Regions from separate parts of the Cricetulus griseus genome. Here region 1 is linked to region 2. The links are chromatin contacts, called in public Hi-C maps. All regions are on one chromosome and are shown on one strand. Each heading gives the region's core, a stretch centred on a gene start, on an enhancer-like site or on the middle of the called end of the contact. The rest is flanking DNA. Distances are from core to core; before and after follow the strand shown.

Region 1 (3,517 bases), core at 371-2,870, 69 kb before region 2:
GCTCTGTTTCTCTTTTAGAATGATTCATTGTCGTGTCACCCTGGATGGCCTTGAACTCACAGAGATCTGTCTGCCTCTTTCTCCTGAGTGCTGAGATTAAAGGTGTAGGCACCACTGCCTGTCTTCTATGGCTTAGCCCTTAACTAGGTGTGTGACTGACTAGTGGCTTAGCTCTGCACTATCTTCAGGCAGGCTTTATTAGATCATAAACAAAATATCACCACATGTGGGGCCTTTTCATTTTTTGTTGTTGTTGTTTTTCAATATTTATTTATTTAGGATTTTTCATGACAGGGTTTCTCTCTGTAGCTTTGGAACCTGTCATGGAACTTGCTCTGCAGACCAGGCTAGTCTCAAACTCACAGAGATCTGCCTGCCTCTGCCTCCCGAGTGCTGAAATTAAAGGTGTGCACCACCACTGCCTGGCTGTATTTCAGTTTGTACTACATTTATTGTGTGTGTGTGTGCACGTGTGTGTGTGGTGTGTGTGTGTATATGGTGTGTGTGTGTATGGTGTGTGTGTATGGTATGTGTGTGTGTGTGTGTGTGTGGTGTGTGTGTGTGTGTGTGTGTGTGTATGGTGTGTGTGTGTGTGTGTGTGTGTGTGTGGTATGTGTGTGTGTGTGTGTGTGGTGTGTGTGTATGTGGTGTGTGTGTGTGTGTGTGTGTGTATGTGTGTGTGTGTGTGTGTGTGTGTGTATGGTGTGTGTGTATGTGTGTGTGTGTGTGTGTGTGTGTATGTGTGTATGTGTGTGTGTATGTGTGTGTGTGTGTGTGTGTGTATGGTGTGTGTGTATGTGTGGTGTGTATGGTGTGTATGTGTGTATGGTGTGTGTGGTGTGTGTATGGTGTGTGTGTGTGTGTGGTGTGTATGGTGTGTGTGTGTGTGTGGTGTGTGTGTGGTTGTTTTGTTTTTTCTCTTTTACTCTTTTTGGCTCTTTGGGGACCTACCACCTAGCTCCCAAAGAAATACATGGAGGCTTTTTCTTTGTTATGAATGCCTGGCCTTAACTTGGCCTATTTCTTGCCAACTTAAGTTATCTCAACTACTTTTTCCTTCTGGGCTTTTATCTTTCTTATTTCTATATATCCTACTTTCCTTCTTACTCCATGGCAGGGTGGCTGGGTGGCTGGCTGGCCCTGACATCCTCCTCTCCTTGCTCTTTCAGTTGCTCTCTTGTTTCTCCTTCTATTTATCCTGCCTGCCAGCCCCACCTGTCCTTTCTCCTGCCTCTCTATTGGCCGTTCAGCTCTTTATTAAACCATCAAGTGTTTTAGACAGGTGAGGAATCACAGCTTCACAGAGTTAGACAAATGCTGCATAAACGAAAGTCACACACCTTAAAATAATATTCTACCACAGTGGCCTTACCCACTGAGCCATCTCATTGTCCTAGAAGCCTCTTTTGTCACCAAATCCTGAGTAAGAGGTTAGAATTCTGTTCGCAGACACATGCCTTCATACATGGTGTCTGAGTAACTTAAGATGCAGAAGATAACGGTTTTCCCTCTATAAAGTCTTGGCCTAGCAACTCAGTGGTGACTGCAGCCAGCACTGATCATGGGATGCCTGTGGGCTGAGCTGCATTTCCCACAGGACTCAGGTTCAAGTCCTGACCCCAAAGCTTCAGAATATGACTCATTGGAGATTGCACCACTGAGAGTGTAGTCAACTAAGATAAGGCCATGCTGGAGAGGGCGGCCCTGACCCCTGCCCCAGCTCCTGCTGTCCTTAGAGGAAAGGACACATAGATGCACAGGATGGCTTGTGATGAGAGTGACCCATGTACAAGCCCAGGAACACCAGAGGCTGACAAGGTCTGCAGTGGGCCCTCTGCACGTGTCTAGGTGAAGCATAGCTTTCCTGATAGCACAGTGTCTCCTCTGCACAACAGGAGAGAATAAATTTGTTTGAGCCGAGTTTATGGACTGCAGTTCCTGAACCTGTAGGAAACTCCTACAGGCCCCATATAGCCAAGCTTGGGCTAGTTCTCTCAAGGGTCTCATTTGGCTCTCCTGATCATGTCCATTTGAAGAAAATTAAGGCTTCACTTAGGGCAACACTTTTCCAGGACTTCTAGGGGGAGTTGTTTGTTTGTTATGTATACAATGTTCTATCTGCTGGCCAGCAGAGGGCGCCAGATCCCATTACAGATGGCTGTGAGCCACCATGTGATTGCTGGGAATTGAGCTCAGGACCTCTGGAAGATCAGCCAGTGGTCTTAACCTCTGAGCCACCTCCTCAGTCCCTGTTTGTTTGTTTGTTTGTTTGTTTGTTTTTTGAGACAGGGTCTCTCTGTGTAGTCCTGGCTGTCCTGGAATTCACTCTGTGGATCAGACTGGCTTTGAACTAAGAGATCCGTCTATCTCCTAAATTCTAGGATTAAAGGCATGTGTCACCACAGTCTGGCTTCCAGGACCTTCTTTTATGATTTTGGTTTTGGTGGGGGTTTTGTTGTTGTTTGTTTGTTTGTTTTATTGTTTTTCGAGACAGGGTTTCTCTGTGTAGCTTTGTAGCCTGTCCTGGAACTCCCTCTTGTAGACCAGGCTGGCCTCAAACTCAGAGAGATCCACCTGCCACTGCCTCCCGAGTTCTGGGATTAAAGGTGTGCCCCACCACCACCCGGCTTCCAGGACTTTCTTTAATGGTCTGTCCTAATCAGGGTTTCTGTTGCTGTGATGAAACACTATGACCAAAACCAGGTTGGGGAGGAAAGGGTATATTTGATTTATAACTCCAAGTCACTATTCATCACTGAAGGAAGTCAGGACAGGAACTCAAACAGGCCAGGAACTCAGAGGCAGGAGCTGATGCAGAGGCCATGGAGGAATGCTGCACACTGACTTTGCTCACCCAGCTTTTTTACATAACCCAGGACCACCAGCCCAGGGGTTGCCCCATCCACTGGCTGGATTCTCCCCATAAACCACTAATTAGGAAAATGCTCTACAGCCTGATCATATGGAGGCATTTTCTTAATGGAGGCTTCCTCCTCCCTGATGACTCTAGATTGTGTCGAGTTGAAATAAAACTAGCCAGCACACCTAGCCCTTGTCAGTGTGACACACAAACACATCCCTGTTAAGCTACAAACCTAACCTTTCCTTGTTCATCCTCAAGATCAAACATTAATATAAACATCACAATAAAAACATTTTATGAGGGCTGGAGAGATGGCTCAGAGGTTAAGAGCACTGACTGCTCTTCCAGAGGTCCTGAGTTCAATTCCCAGCAACTACATGGTGGCTCACAGCCATCTGTAATGAGATCTGGCGCCCTCTTCTGGTGTGCAGATAGACATGGAAGCAGAATGTTGTATACATAATAAGTAAATAAAATTAAAAAAAATTTTTTTTTACAAACTTAAAAAGTCCCCAAGTCTTACAAATTCAAACACTTTGAAAGTTCAGCTTGGTGCTGAAGAGATGGCTCAGCGGTTAAGAGCACATACCGCTCTTACAGAGGACCCAAGGTCAATTCTTAGCACCCACATTGGGCAGGTCACAACTCCAGCTT
Region 2 (3,983 bases), core at 1,019-3,518:
GTGAGAGGTACTCCTGGGAGTATATCCCTCGAGGCCCCATCACACGCAGGTACCACAGGAACATACCCACACGCCCCTCTGAAAACCTCATCATGAGACTTGCCTCGACACTGGTCAATGATGATGGCTCGATTCGATTTGAGATCTTAGGGCCTGTATCACTGCCTGACCATTTCCTGCCAAAACTTATGGGTGGTTGTGGCCTTGACCTTGCTGAGTATCCTCCAAGACAAGACACATGGAGGGCTGTGGGGGTGAAGGGTATCTCCCAGGTCTAGGTTGCTGTGTGACGCTGACTAGTCATGTGACATTTGCAGCTTCATTTTGCACCATGTAAAATACTGACAGTGATTACTAGCTGGCTGGTGACAAATGTGACAGGAAAAGCCACACTCAGCAATGTGGTCTTGGGTGCCAGTTGAGAATCTCAGGCCTATAGAGCAGTGGTTTGCAGACCACTCTTGTGTGTTTGTAATAGGCCTCTCTCCAGGTGCATATGCAAAGAACCATGGGATGTCTTCACAGTAGCCCACCTGGGTACCCTGTGCTTCCAGGACCAGCCGGGGCAATGGCAGGCCATCCTAATATGGCTCTTCCAAGGCCAGATGTGCTGGCTCTCTTTGTTGGCTAGACAGTATGTGAGATGTAGCTCTGCAGCGTCCATGGGCGGGGAGGAGAGCAGACCTTAGTTAGCACCCTTCTCTATGGACAGGCCCAGACTAGGCATTCAGTCATCTATTCCAGGCTACAACCCCTCCACCTGAGTAAGTCCCTGATGGCTGCAGAGGGCAGACCTGTGCTGACCACTGATGGCGGGCCAGCAGCACTCTCACAGGGCTGGCCCTGAAACCTAAAGACACCAAAGTGAAGGCCCTCCAATGGGGACAGAGTTGGTATGGGACCTGGGTCCTTCGCCCTCCATCTCTATAGAACACACATTACAGCAGAAGATGCCAACAGCAAGGCACCGAATGGCCTTTAAAGACACAGGCGGGTGGGGGGGGCAGTAGTGGGAGAACTTAGGGGCAAGACACCACGTGGGCAGAATACACCTGCCAGTCCTGTAGGCTGATCTTCAGGGTCCTGCTTAGCCACCTGCCAGAGAGAGCCTGGGTGGACAATCAAGTTGGAGAAGCTGGAAGCCAGGGTTGACAAGCAAGGCTGAGGTTCTGCCACCCATCCTTTTGCTCCTAGCTTTTTGAGGCACCATGCTATAGAGAGGCAGTCAAGACCACTCCCCCTCCCCCTCCAAAGAAAGGACACTGCCCCATAAGGAGGTGTCTCTTTGGTGGCCTGGGCCGACATCTCTCTGGGAATTCAAGCGGCCGCCTGAGCAGTTTGTCTCTTTTTGGTTGGTGGGTTTTGTCATCTCCCGCCCCCAGATTCGATGACCCTTTCAAAAGAGGAATTTAAAGAGAGGGAGGGAGAGGGTCCCGGAAGCTAGCATCTCAGGGAGGCGCGCAGCAGCTCCTTTGTTCCCACCACGCGGGGGAGGGGTGGTATCCCGCTCGCCAGATGGCCGCGCCTGGACCGTGCGCGGACTCCGGAGACCGCGGCATGCGCCTGTCAGTGTTCCTGCTCCTGCTCACTGTTCCGGTCCCTGGCCGCATCCTGGTCTCCAAGGCGGCCACAGAGAGGGTGTCCGAGAAAGTCGGGCCACGATGACCGGTAGTAACCCCGCCGGAGGCGCCCTCCGCCAGGGTCAACGACCGCGCTTGCGCGGGGGCCCGCGAAGCGCCTCGCCGCTGTTGCCGGCCCATCACCCTATTGCCTAGCAACGCCCACCCGCGCGCCGCCATTGGACGGTCGCGAACGGCCTCGGCACCCAATTGGTCTGGATGTGGAGCAGGCCACGCCCCTCAGCTCCGCGCGCGCTACGATCACGGCGTGGAGTCGCGGCGACCCGGGCAGGGCCCCCTTCGTGGCCCTGGTGCCTTCCGTGCAGTCCCCAGTGTGACCAAGCACGCCCGCCCCACGCTGCGCGCGCACAGTGCACACCTGGCCGGGCGGCGGGGCCGCGGGGGGCGCGGGGCGGGGGGCAGAGCCCCGGGCGTCGGGACGGGCCCCCGCATGGCCTGCCTGCGCGAGGCCGGGGGCGGGGACGGAAGCGGGCGGGGCTGCGCGCTCCGTTCGCGGCCGCGCGCGCCCGCGCAGGGTCCCGGCTGGGGGCGGCGGCGCGCGGGCATCCCCCACCGGCGGCGGCGCGCCGGGTCCCGGGGCGCAGCCCCGACGCTCATTGGCCTGGGCGGCGCAGCCAAGCTGTCAGCCCATGTGGCGTGGCCGCGCGGGGATGGCCGCGGTTTAAATAGCGCCGACGCGGCCTAGAGGGAGCCAGAGAGACGGCAGCGGCGTCCCCTGCAGTTCGCCTGTCGCGCTCCGCGCTTGTCGTCCGCCTCCAGAGCCCAGTCAGGTACGCGGCTGGGGTTCGGGACGGCAGGCCGGTGTCGGGTGCCGTGGCTCCGGTGCGAGGACAGGCGGGCGCCGGCCCTGGCATCCTTGCGCTCACAAAGGGCCGCCGCCGCTCGCCTCCGACGGCCAGCCACCCGCTGCGTGCCGGGCCCGCGGCCGGGCCGAGGGGCGCGGGAGGTGTGCGGAGGGCCAGCGCGGCGGGCCGCTGTCACGTGGGCGCCGCGCCAGCCGGGTGCAGGAGGCTGGGCGCCCGCGTGGATGGGCCCGGGGCCTTCGCTTGCGCTGCGAGGCTTGGGTAGGGCGCAGGAGGCCGCCGCGGCGGCGGTAAGCCGGCGCCAGCTCCGAGACGAGAGGCCAGATGCGGGTCTGGGTGCGCACGAGGCCCCAGGGGCCTCAGCGGAAGTCACCGGACCATCCAGGCCTCGCCGGCAGGGTGGCGCCGGATCCTCCACATCGGACCCACGGCTGCAAGGCCTGGACCGTCCTGGGCAAGTGCCCTAGGGACCCGAGGACCTAATGCAGACCCTGCTGCTGCCTCGGTCAGGTTATATGGTGGCGAGAGGCTTTGAATGTTCCTGCCCCGCACCTAGCGGGGAGTACTCCTCCTGGTCGGATCTTGCTGGAGGGATCCCTTGGCTGTGTTTGCCTCAGCCCCGACAGACTTGGGCACTCAATAGTAGTCGGGCCTGTTCCCTCTTGAGTCCTTACCAAGCTCCTCGTCTTTGCTGGCCCTGACCAGCACCGGGTCTCCACCCCCACCTTGAAAGGGAAGCGCTGGCTTCCCCGTGGCTTGAAGTGAGAGCATGGTTTCAAGGGTTCCGGACCCAGCTTCTTGAAGCCCCAACTCTCTTGGCAAGTTCCTGATTTGACCAGCTTGGGATGGAACACCCAGTAGGCTTCTGGAGGTCATATGGTCCCAGGTAGTTCCAGCGAGGCATGGTGGGGTCAGGCTAGGTCAAGTTGGTGTCCTGGACAAAAGGAAGGAATCAAAACCTTACAAGTAACTATCAGTGCTAAGAGACATGAGCACCGGGCTCATCCAGTGATTAAGGCTCGGTTCTGCTGGTTTCCACTGGAGGCTTTCTGAGACCTTGCTCTCAGAAAGTCAGTGCGGACACTTGGGTACTACCTGTGGGCCCATCTTAACCAATTGAGCAACGACGGCTATGTCTTGGCTGGGAATGACTGTGGGGCCCACCATGCTACCTTCCCCACAGAGAAGAAACATGGAGGAGGTGGTGATAGCCGGCATGTCGGGGAAGTTGCCCGAGTCAGAGAACCTTCAGGAGTTCTGGGCCAACCTCATTGGTGGTGTGGATATGGTCACAGATGATGACAGGCGATGGAAGGCCGGTGAGTGCCCCCTCAGGATCAGGCAGCAGACCAGATTGAGAGTCTATGACCAAGGCACTTCCTGGAAACAGTGCCTCTTGAGATTCCTGTATAGCTGTGAGTTTGAGAACCAGTCAGAATCAGACTTGCTTGGGTCCTGCATGGAGGTCACCAAAGCTGGGCAAGAGAAGGAGACTGGACTCTTCTCAGAAGTCCTGTCTGCAGCCCATGCCCTGAGCTAG

What was found. A called contact is a pair of places that touch in the nucleus more often than the background predicts.
Region 1: a contact with region 2 is called in a Hi-C map of the CHO-K1 cell line, with 3 times the contacts expected there. The contact joins the enhancer-like site here to the promoter of Fasn in region 2. A contact is called at or near these places in 4 of 8 Hi-C or Micro-C datasets (the CHL-YN cell line, the CHO-K1 cell line and fibroblasts).

What each region holds. Positions count from the first base shown.
Region 1 is chr7:133,371,999-133,375,515 of CriGri-PICRH-1.0, reverse strand. The region is part of intron 9 of Ccdc57 (coiled-coil domain-containing protein 57); the gene reads left to right. Among named protein-coding and RNA genes, the nearest start is that of Ccdc57, 35 kb to the left of the region's middle. Within about 2 kb of position 1,620, at least 2 of the 6 cell types and tissues checked have open chromatin away from gene starts, as enhancers often do. A contact at or near this core is called in the CHO-K1 cell line and fibroblasts, where this site is marked.
Region 2 is chr7:133,302,810-133,306,792 of CriGri-PICRH-1.0, reverse strand. It overlaps Fasn (fatty acid synthase), which reads left to right and starts at 2,268. Exons shown (of 43, transcript XM_027425335.2): 1 at 2,268-2,410; 2 at 3,627-3,762. The coding sequence starts at 3,636.